Regions from separate parts of the Mus musculus genome. Here region 2 is linked to region 1. A link is a contact called in public HiChIP or PLAC-seq data. All regions are on one chromosome and are shown on one strand. The core of a region is the stretch at or near the end of the contact, and the rest is flanking DNA. Distances in the headings are between cores, read along the strand shown. Region 1 overlaps Gm13605 (a long non-coding RNA gene). Region 2 overlaps Gm35202 (predicted gene, 35202).

Region 1 (4,866 bases), core at 1,982-4,481:
GCAATTCCTCAGCAATCGTTCCCTCAGTGCCCACTCTATGCCAGGCACTGGAAAGACACCAAGGGTTGGTCTCCTGGGACTGAGGTGGGAATGGGAGAGAGTCTAATCAAAGAGATGGGGCCACACTATACCAGTTAACTAATTTTACCCTGAGGGATTGGGGGATGGAGAAGACAACATCCAAACTGGGCTTGCAGTCAGTGGATGGAGAGGGTAGAAAGATCGAGAATATACATTCAGAGACTATCGTGAGTCAATCAATGGAGGAGAGACTCTCAGGATACAAGATGGAAACTCACTGCTCTGAGCCTGGGAGATTATAGTGTCAGGAAACAAAACTGGAGGGCTCCTGAGACAGAGAAAAGGTTTTATTTGTTTTTTTTTAATTGTTTTTGTTTTAATATTTTTAAAAACACAGTTTCTCTGTGTAGCCCTGGCTGTCCTGGACCTCACTCTGTAACTCAGGCTGTCCTCAAACTCATAGCTCTGCCTGCCAGTCTCCCGAATGCTGGGATTAAAGATGTGTGCCACCCCATGTCTTAAGTGCCACAGGGAACAGAGGAACTTCCTGCTTGTCATATTTCCATGTACTCTCCCCATTTCTCAGTTTTTCCACCATTGTGGGGAACCACCTGGTTAGGTTAGTCTCACCAACAGCTGGAACTGGCCTCTCCCATTCTGATTCCGAGCTAGAGCACAAAAGAGCGCGTTTGAATTGTACAGTACCTTTCTTGCCTTGCTCTGAAGACCAAAATGGGTCCAAGTGACACTTGATGGCAAGGTGGCCTTGTTAGGTCTCAAACCCAAGACAAATGGCTTACCGAGGTGTCCATTTAACATATCAAAATAGACCTGGCCACCAGTCCCTACCTGTTACAGGGTGTGGCCTGCATATCCAACCCTCTACCTTAAACCCAGGGGCTGTGCTGCTCACCCCCCACTGTCCTTCCCTATATAATCCAGCCATTGTGGTTACCCTGCCTTCTCTGGTCTACCCTTTGCCCTCCTGGCCTCTAGGCCTGGTTCTCTCCTCTCTTCTCTCCTCACATGGCCCGGCCCAGGGTCATGTCCACTCTGGAATCTCTCAGATGTCCCCACCTCTGGCTGTCCTCTCCCTTTTTATCTACAGTAAACCTTCTCCACCATCTGTTCCTAGGAGGGCCATGTCTTTCCTTTTTATTTCTGTTGTTTTGTTTTGTTTTGTTTTGTTTTTTGTTCAACTGGTGACAAAACCACGGGATCGGGGTATATGAGCTCCCTTCTAAGGAACTCGGCTTCTCACAACCAAGCTGCCGATCAGACTCCTAAGGTATGGCCGGATCATTTGTTTCTGCTGGCTCCTGTCATCCATCAAATTTGACCCAAATTCTAGAGCCCGCCTTCTCAGCTACTTCTCCCCTAACAATTCCTCTCTCTGTCTCTCAGGCTCCTAGAGCCTTCTCCAACCTTTCAAGGAACCCGCCTGGATCTTGCATCTCTGGGTTCTGGCCTGCTACACTCATCTGGGTCTCTGTGCTAAGAAACTTACTGTCTCCCTTTGGCCCCGCTCTCTCATTTTAGACAAGTAATAACATATATCTGATAAATAAGATTCATAAATTCCTAAGGTCCACTCGGGTTCATGGTATTATGTGCCTAGCCCCTTTGCCTTTGTTCATTTTGCTAAGCTTTAGCTATTTTGATAAAACTAAATCATGCAAAAAACAAAAACAAAACTGTGATATTCTATAATGGTGAACCAAAAGTTCCCAGCCACCCTATGGCCTGTCTTTATGGTTTAAAGTTTGTAGTATTTATGGTTTAAAGTTTTATTTTGAGGTTAAAGGTAATGCAACTATATCTTCAACTCAAATTTTTTTTAAAGTTCAAACTTAACAGGGATAAAGCTGTAAAATCCTAGACTTATAAAAGCTACCAACTTAAACTGTCAAAGATAATTAAGACATACAATATTTTATGTATTAATATATTTCCAATTATTTTTGGAACAGTTTTGGACAATTAATGTATTTCTGAGGTTAAGCCTAAACCCGGACATACTTAATAGATGGTCCTTTAGCTCTTCAGAGGTCTGCTGAATATGGCATTTAAATGTTTAATAAAAAGCTTTCCATAAAGAAGATAGGTGGGAAGGAAGACTACACCAGAATTGTGGTGACATTAACCGTTGGGAAAAATTGCCCCATACCTCGCTAGCTGCCAGGGTCTACCCAAGCTGTGGGCACTGTTGGGTTGATTGCCCTGCTTTGCATGGTCAAAGCAAGGTCAGTTTTCCCTAGTCCTCCCTTCTCTACAGGAAAACCTCTCAGACCTGGGTCTGGCAGTCAAAGGCCGATGCTGCTCTGTGTGGTAGCTGAAGATTAAAGACTGTTCTATATTACAGCCAAAGGCCTCTGACCACTTCCTGCAACGAAGCCATCACGGGAGCCTGAGGCAGAGATCTGGGTGGTGGGTGGGTCTCTGTCATCTTAATTGATACATAGGTCATTTGGATTATATCTCTTGCTACAATTTATCCTTCTCAGAACTCTAACTGTAGCTTTAACAGCTCAAGCACCCTGTTCCTCCCCCAAGGATACAACTGCCTTCTTCTCTTCATGAGTAAACATCAGGCCTCTGGCCTCACTTTCCTAGAGCTACTTGGTCTCCAGCTGAGAAACACAAAACTCTAAATGGAGAGAAACTCCAAGGAGCTTTTAACCCCAAATCAATTTGGTTTCCCAAGCTTTCACTATGCCTCAAGGGTCTGCCTTTTCTACACTGTGGATTTCAGTACAGATTACAAATGGTGGTATCTCTAACATAACTAAACCTTTTAAAAATTTGTTTTATTTTATTTTACATGCATTTGCCTGCATGTAGATCTGTGTAAAGGTGTCAGATCCCCTGGAACTGGAGTTACAGATAGTTGTGAGCTGCCATGCTGGTGCTGGGAATTGAAACCCGCCCCCTCCCCGTCCTCTGGAAGAACAGGCAGTGCTCTTAGCCACTGAACCATCTCACCAGCCCCTATCTAAAACTTCTATCTCATTTTGTAAACCTAAACATCTTGAAAGCTTCAGCGAATCAATTTGAATCCACCTCTCACAAGTCATACTTCAGAGAAGTACTTTTATGTTTCCCCCACCCCCTTATTCCGGAGGCTGGATCCCTCTCCCCCTCCCTCTCCCTCAGCCCCTCTCTTCCCTCTTCCCATCTCCTTCCTTCTCCCTCTCTCTGTCCCCTTGGGACTCCCCTCAGTTTCAAATGTACACCCTGGATAAAAATTTTCCTCTAAATTCCTTAATTTTATCTTCCGTCTCTAGTCTATCTGTTCCAATCGATTTTCAGTCAACTAAATACTGCAATCTGCTCCAAACTCACCAGCCCTAGGTGTTTCTGACAGAATTTCCAACCATCCTGAGCCTCTGTATCTTAGATGGCTCTAGTGTGGCTAGCCCTGTGGTCCAGCCTGCACTTCACTAGCCTCAGACAGTCCTGCAGAGCCTGGACAGTAATTGAAACAGCCTACATTCCCCTCTCTATTCCCAGCCTTGGCCAGCATTCCAGATCTCAACAACAATGCTCTGATGGCAGCAGGACGTAGTCATAGAAAAGATTACATCACCCCTTATCATTTATTGTCAACAAGGAGGTTGTAATGTTAGGTCCCAACCCTGGGACAATGGCTAAGGTTACTATTTAATATATTAAAGCAGACCCGGCTACCTGGTTTTCTCAGTACTCCTCACTTATGCCTATTACAGGATATGGCTGGCATATCCTTCCCTCTACCCTAAATTCTCCAGCCCAGGGGCTGGGCTGTCTTTACACCAGCTGCCCTTCCCTATATAATCCAGCCATTTTGGTCACCTTTGGAGTCGGAAAGCTGTGTGATTGGGGGAGCCAGTCTGGAGCAAGAATGAGGGCAAGATGTGCCCAAACCCTGAAAATCTCACCCTGAGACCAGCATGAGTTAGGATAGCTCCTTCCCCTCTTCTGGGTCTTCATGCTCCAGGGCATGTAGTCTGTATGGATACCCTGCCCCCACCTCTGCAACCCTTGAGGAAGTCACGTAGCCTGGTGGCCAAATCACAGGTTTAGCTTCCTCTCTCCCTATAAGGACATGTCCAGCAAGCACCTGGAAATATTCTTCATGCAAAAGAACCCTTCCCAGCACCTGTGCACCAACCAATCATGTACACTCACCCCGAAAACCCGTACTTGCTCCCCAAGGTCTGTATGGCTCTTGTTACCTCCAAAAACGAGGGGCTCTTTCACTGAAAACCGTCTTGGAGAAGGCTATTTCTCCCCAGCACCCTTGCTGATGGAGATTTGTGGAACCCATGCCTGCTACGCTTCATGCCTTCCCCAGCCCATTGTGCAACAGTGCTGGACACCCCAAGGGCAGAAGCCAACCAGGGACATCAGCTACCATGCCTTCTCTGGTCTACCCGTCATCCTCCTGGCCTCATGGTCTGGCTCTTCTCTCTCCCTTCATGGTCTGGTGCAGGGTCACACCTGCTCTGGACTCTCCCAGATGTGCCTACCTCTGGCATTTGCGATTAAATTTATCTCCCCCTTTGCTGCTTGCTGCCCTTCTCACACTGAGCACGGGCATCTAGTTGTGTAGTTACCATCTCCCTGGATCCAGGGCCTCAGTTTCTTGCTTTGTATTTGGCCTGGAGCATTATACAGGACATGACTCCTGGAGTAGTAGCTTGCTTGCTGGGAGGGCCTATTTCCAAACGGTTGGCATTCGACTGGTGAGCTGTTGGTGTTGGTGGGGTGACATAACACCTGATGAGCTACTGAGAAACAGAGTTCGAACATACTTTTGATGGAAGCAACGGGAGGGTCTCCGTGGTTATGGCTGTGTCAGTGACT
Region 2 (5,407 bases), core at 2,608-5,107, 270 kb after region 1:
GTCTTAAGCCCACACCCACAGTGGCATTCCTACTCCAACAAGGCTACACCTACTCCAACAAGGCCATACCTCCAAATAGTGCCACTCCCTGGGCCAAGCATATACAAACCACCACACCATGGGTCACCATCATGACACAGTGACTTTAACATCGAGTGGCAGGCCTTTGGTCTCCTTCATCAGGATCTTACTTGACAGCTGAAGAACTTGGGGCCCATTGGGGTATGGAGTAGAATGAGGAAGAGTCTGGCCTGAAATCCAAAGCAAGACTGCAGTGTCCAGGCTTAGGCCTCCAGTGTGCAGAACAGTCCGTTCTCTGTGCACAGGGTGAGGCAGAAATCCACGTAAGGTGGTGTCAAAAGGAACTACTCAGAGAAAGATTCCAGGAGTGGGCAGAGTCTGAGCTGAAATTATCTAAGGCAAAGTGTGTTCATCAGAGGAAGGGGAAGTAAGGGGAGCCTCTCTGCAGGCCGCGGTGGATAATGGAGCAGAGTTCAAGTGCAGGGAGGGGAGACACACCAGGCAGGTCCAGAGCAGAGACATGGAAGTCACAGGGGCAGAGACCTTGGCAGAGGCCTCAAAGAAAACAGGTTTTTGTTGTTGTTCTTTTACAGAAAGAAGCCATCAGTTTGGAGAGGGGATGAATTAAGGTCTCATGTAGCCCAGAATGGCCCTATGAAGCTGAGGATGTCTTTAACTCCACCAGGACCTCCTATCATCACCTCTCAAGCACTGGGATTACATGTGTGCAGGGGCCATTGCCTTTATCTCAGCTCCTATGACATCTTTATCAAACAATGAGCTCTACATTCCATAAACAGAAACCAGAAGGCACATCTCTTTTTTTCCTTATTTATCTTTACTTTTTTTTTTTTTTTTTTTTTTTTTTTTTTTTTTTTTTTTTGGTTTTTCAAGACAGGGTTTCTCTGTGTAGCCCTGGCTGTCCCGGAACTCACTCTGTAGACCAGGCTGGCCTGGAACTCAGAAATTCGCTGCCTCTGCCTCCCAAGTGCTGGGATTAAAGGTGTGCGCCACCACGCCAGGCTCTTATCTTTACTTTTGATAGGTTTATGTGTGTGCTATCAGACAGACAACTTCAAATTTCCCATTAAAAGCAAGCAGGCTGGCAGGGCAGAGAGCTGGCAACAGATAAGGAGTATGTCAGCCCCCCACAAGTGCCTATCTCAGGACACACACACACAATGGGAAGAAGCCACAACTGTCCCCCCACCCCACAGCTGCACGCTGAGCTGCTGTTGGGAGAGGCTCTGCCAGAGCTACCCAAGTTTTACAGGTAGAGCTGTGCTGGCTACTGCTGCTATAAGCCATCTTTGAAAGGACCTGTAAAACAAAATCAGCTTTGGGAGATAGAGCGAGCAGCTCACTCTAAAGCTTTAAAGCAAGCATGCTTACTGCCTCTGACAGAATAAAATACTTGTGTTCTACCAGAAGTGAAAGGCGTGCGCCACCACCGCCCAGCATGTCCCATGCTTTTGTTTCCTGAGTCTGGCAGCACACTCTGCAGGCTGGCAATGGGGTTAGAGGAAGTGATATAAACACATCTATTCACAAGTAATCACCTCCTTCCAGTCTTCTGCCAGAGACCAGGCTAGATCCTAATTAAGGAACAAAGTCACTCTTTCTAGCACTAGACCAGTGCCCTCCCCCTCCCCTCCCCTGCCCAACCCTCACCCTCACCCCTATCCCAGCCAGCCACAGCTCTTTGCAGTGTAAAGGGTTGTCAATCCTTGGGAGCTACTTGCTAGCACACAGTTCCTGGGAGATTTAGAAGGTGCTGTTGGTAGTAGGTGCTTCAACTTTCCATCTCAAAAAACCCCTTGCTGTTGCCTTGGTGACTTCAACTACATAGCATTTGGCAGCATCCGAAGAACACTTTCATGCATTATCTCATTCAGTGTCCTGATGACTCTGAAGCGCATATGATTCCTCTCACTTTGGGGATTAGAAACTGCAGTTCCCAGTCTGAGAAGACTGTGCAGACACCCAGCCTGTTAAGCGGCACAGCTGGAAGTCACTTAGCCGCAGAGGAAGTACCCAGGGTCTGCTGCGCGTAAGCAGCACTTAGCGTGGGCTAAGCGCTTTACAAACCTTATCCAGTGAAGAAGCCTTAGAACTCCTTCCGAAGTGTGCATATTGGCCCCAGGGGATCACGTGACACACCCAGACTCCAGTGACTCAGGAATGTAGTGTTCAGAGTGAGACTCTACTGCTGTCTGTGGTAGAGCAGCCTTGGGAAGCAGGTGAACAGGGCAGTGCCAGGATGTCCTTGAAAACACCCCGGGGATAACCACTTTCCTCCCAGGTGATTGCCTTTTCTTTCTTTTATGTGAGTGTGCTATCTTCAGACACACCAGAAGAGGGCATCAGATCCCATTACAGAGGTTATGAGCCACCATGTGGTTGTTGGGATTTGAACTCAGGACCTCTGGAAGAGCAGTCAGTGCTCCTAACCGCTGAGCCATCTCTCCAACCCCTCATGTGGTGATTTTCACATTTCCTTCTTGTACCTAAGCTATCATTAGTACACTCTGGTATGGAAACAGACAAGATGATTCACTGGGTAAAGACATGGGCCTACATGTCTCATGTCCTGGCTCCAATCTCCAGGAATCGTGTGGTAAACAAATGAAAAAGATTCTTGAGAGTTGTCCTCTGGCTTCCACACATGCTGTGGCACGCACATATCACACACACAAAATAAATAAGAAAAAAACTTAAAAGACAGTCTAGAATGGTTAGGCATCGTGGTTCATGCCTATGATCCTAACGTTTTGGGGGGGCAGGTATGCAGAAGCAGGAGGGTCACCCTAAGCTCGAGGTTAATCAGAGCTCTGTGGGAAGACCCTGTCTCAGAACAAACAAGTTGAGAAAAGACACTGCATTGATAGAGCTTGCTCCCCTGAGGCCTGCTGCTTACTTCCCATGTACCACCCCCCCTCCCCCCCGCCCCTCTAGGTGAGTATCTCTGCAACGGCCAGCAGCAGAGAAGTGATGGTTAGCACTTGCCTCTAGCCATGGAAAGATGGAAAGAACATCATGGCAAACTTAGAACTATCCTCAGGAAGCAGAGGAAACTGCGGCTGGCCATGTTTGATGTGCAGTGGATTAGGCTAGCCCACTCATTGTGCAGTGGACCAGGCTAGCCCAGATGCCTGTCCTGTTCTCCTACGAACTCTTCCAGGACCAGTTTCTTTCTGAGGATGTTTCCCAGGCTGCAAGCTCCTTTGGAAAGTCACCAGAGTCCCCCCAAAAGGACCTCTTGGATCATACTGTCTGTGACTACCCAGGGGTGACATCAGTTATAAAGCACAGCCTTCCCAAATGAATGCTTGGGATGCTCTCAAATGTCACAAGAAGAAGGGGGGAATGGCTACGAGCTTACTTATGTTCGCTTCGGGCAGCTGTGTTTTGCAGGCCCTCTGTGGGGTGTTTTCTGCAGTCCTGAGGGAAAAAGGCTTTGACTTATTCCAGCACAAAACAGCTATTTATAGCCACCAAGCGTGGGAAATGCTGGGCGTGGGACACTTGGTCGACAACCCAGTAAGAATCAGGCTTACAGAAACAGGCCACAGAGACCTGGAGAACACTTGGCAAAGCCTGTGGCCACATGGACTCTGGCCACCCACAGGCATGGACTAGGTACCTTGGAACAAGTTGCAGAGCTGTCCTGACCTCAAATCCCAATGTGTAAAAGAACAGAAATTCCTGCCACATGTGGTTTAAGTAAAGAACAAATGAGATAGTGTAAAAAGAGGATGTTCAGTAATGTCGTGGGTGCTCCGTCTCCATGACTTCTGAGCCCACGGCTTCTCCATTCCTGGATTCAGCCACCCCCCCAGAGCAAATATATTACAAACACCAGAATCACACTGCAGCCACATGTGCAACGATAGCCCCTCTGTAGTGAGCATGGACCAATTTTTTTTTTTTAACCAGGATTTCCTAGACAATACATTTAGTCTCTTAACCCTTTCCTTGTGTTAGGAGTCAAAAGTAAGCTTAAATTATGATTTAAGTAAACAGGGGTGAGGGAAATGCTCAACTTCTGTGGCTGTTTGCCATCTCATCTAAGGGACTGACACACCCACTACTGTTGGCATTCCAGGGAATCCTGGAACCATGGATCTGTGACTGTTGCTGTTATCTACAGTCGATAGGTGAGAAGACTGAGCGGGGGTGGGAGAGGAAGTAGGGAGAGTGACCTTCTCTGACCCCATCTGTTACACAGGTTGATTCTTAGAACCGTGACAGCATTCGCTCCACACACACCCCACCCCCACTCCCCATAGATAAGTACGTTAGCCAGGAAGCAGAAGAACATCTGAGACCCTCAAGCTAGAGTTATAGGCACTTAGGGAACTGAACCCAGGGCCTCCGTATGAGCAGCAAGTGCTCTTAATTGCTGAGACATCTCTCCAGCCTCATCTTTTTACTTAAAAAAAAAAATGTCTTATCTATTCATGTGTGTGTGTGTGTGTGTATGCATGCACACGTGCACGCCCCCCACCCCCAGGTCAGAAGTCAACAGCATCTTCTTCAATTCCAGCATCTTCTTCAATTGCTCTCTGAAGGGCTGGCTCGATAGCAGGCCTGAGCATAGCAAACATGGTGTCTACAGGCTTTTACTTTTCTCTCTCCCTAAAACTGTTAGATTACATTCCTAAAGCTACCCTGGATGAGACAGGCTGACTCCATGACCGGCTTCAAATTGGCAGTTCAGGAGATTAGGCCTAAAAGCCCAGGCTTCAGGCAGCTAGTCAGAAACTGCCCTGCCATCAGAAACTGCCCCACCACCTGACCTGAAGCAAGGGCAATGGGTCAGCAGTTTCCAGGTGGCCTCCACACCCCGGTAATGGAATGTCCTCAGAGATAGCGTAAAACACTTACCCTGGGATTCTCCTAGGGTGCTTTAAATCAGGCCTGCATGCTCACTTCAGAGTCTCTATCTTGGTAATAGGAGACTCCAGCAGGCAGGACTTCTGCAGAATAAAACCCTCTTTGCGTTTATACACTATTTGAGTTCAGTTCATTCCTGAGACAAAACACTAAGGACCAGCAATCAAAATTCATTATTTGGCTAACATGTTCAATCAAGACTTAGCAACTCTCCCTATCACAGACTCCTTTTCTCCTTAAAAAGCCACGAAAAAGCACCTGCTGCTGCTTGGCCATGCCTTTGCCTAATGCAGACACAAACAAGCCTACCCCCTTCGGCCCCCCCCCCCCCAGCCCTCCAGCATAACAAATCTTCTTTGTGCTGAGTTGTACTAAGAAGCTGGTGTTTGGTGGTGTCCTGACCCCCAGGGGCCACCCCACCCCTTACATGTTCCACACTTATTTATTTATTTATTATTTTAAAGACAGGCTTTCTTGTCTTACCAGGTGG

Evidence for each region. HiChIP or PLAC-seq counts read pairs in DNA pulled down with a chosen protein or histone mark.
Region 2: an H3K27ac HiChIP or PLAC-seq map of extraembryonic endoderm stem cells shows a contact between it and region 1. The contact joins two enhancer-like sites. A contact is called at or near these places in 2 of 484 Hi-C or Micro-C datasets (embryonic stem cells and stem cell-derived neurons) and 5 of 115 datasets of contacts at active chromatin or transcription factors (T-cell acute lymphoblastic leukemia, acute myeloid leukemia, extraembryonic endoderm stem cells and 2 more).

What each region holds. Positions count from the first base shown.
Region 1 is chr2:35,235,335-35,240,200 of GRCm38.p6, forward strand. All of the region lies in intron 2 of Gm13605 (a long non-coding RNA gene), which reads left to right. Among named protein-coding and RNA genes, the nearest start is that of Gm52553, 12 kb to the left of the region's middle. Within about 2 kb of position 3,232, at least 16 of the 459 cell types and tissues checked have an H3K27ac peak or open chromatin away from gene starts, as enhancers often do. A contact at or near this core is called in extraembryonic endoderm stem cells, where this site is marked.
Region 2 is chr2:35,505,259-35,510,665 of GRCm38.p6, forward strand. Gm35202 (predicted gene, 35202) reads left to right here. Exons shown (of 2, transcript NR_168303.1): 2 at 615-834. Among named protein-coding and RNA genes, the nearest start is that of Gm35260, 3.1 kb to the left of the region's middle. Within about 2 kb of position 3,858, at least 105 of the 459 cell types and tissues checked have an H3K27ac peak or open chromatin away from gene starts, as enhancers often do. A contact at or near this core is called in extraembryonic endoderm stem cells, where this site is marked.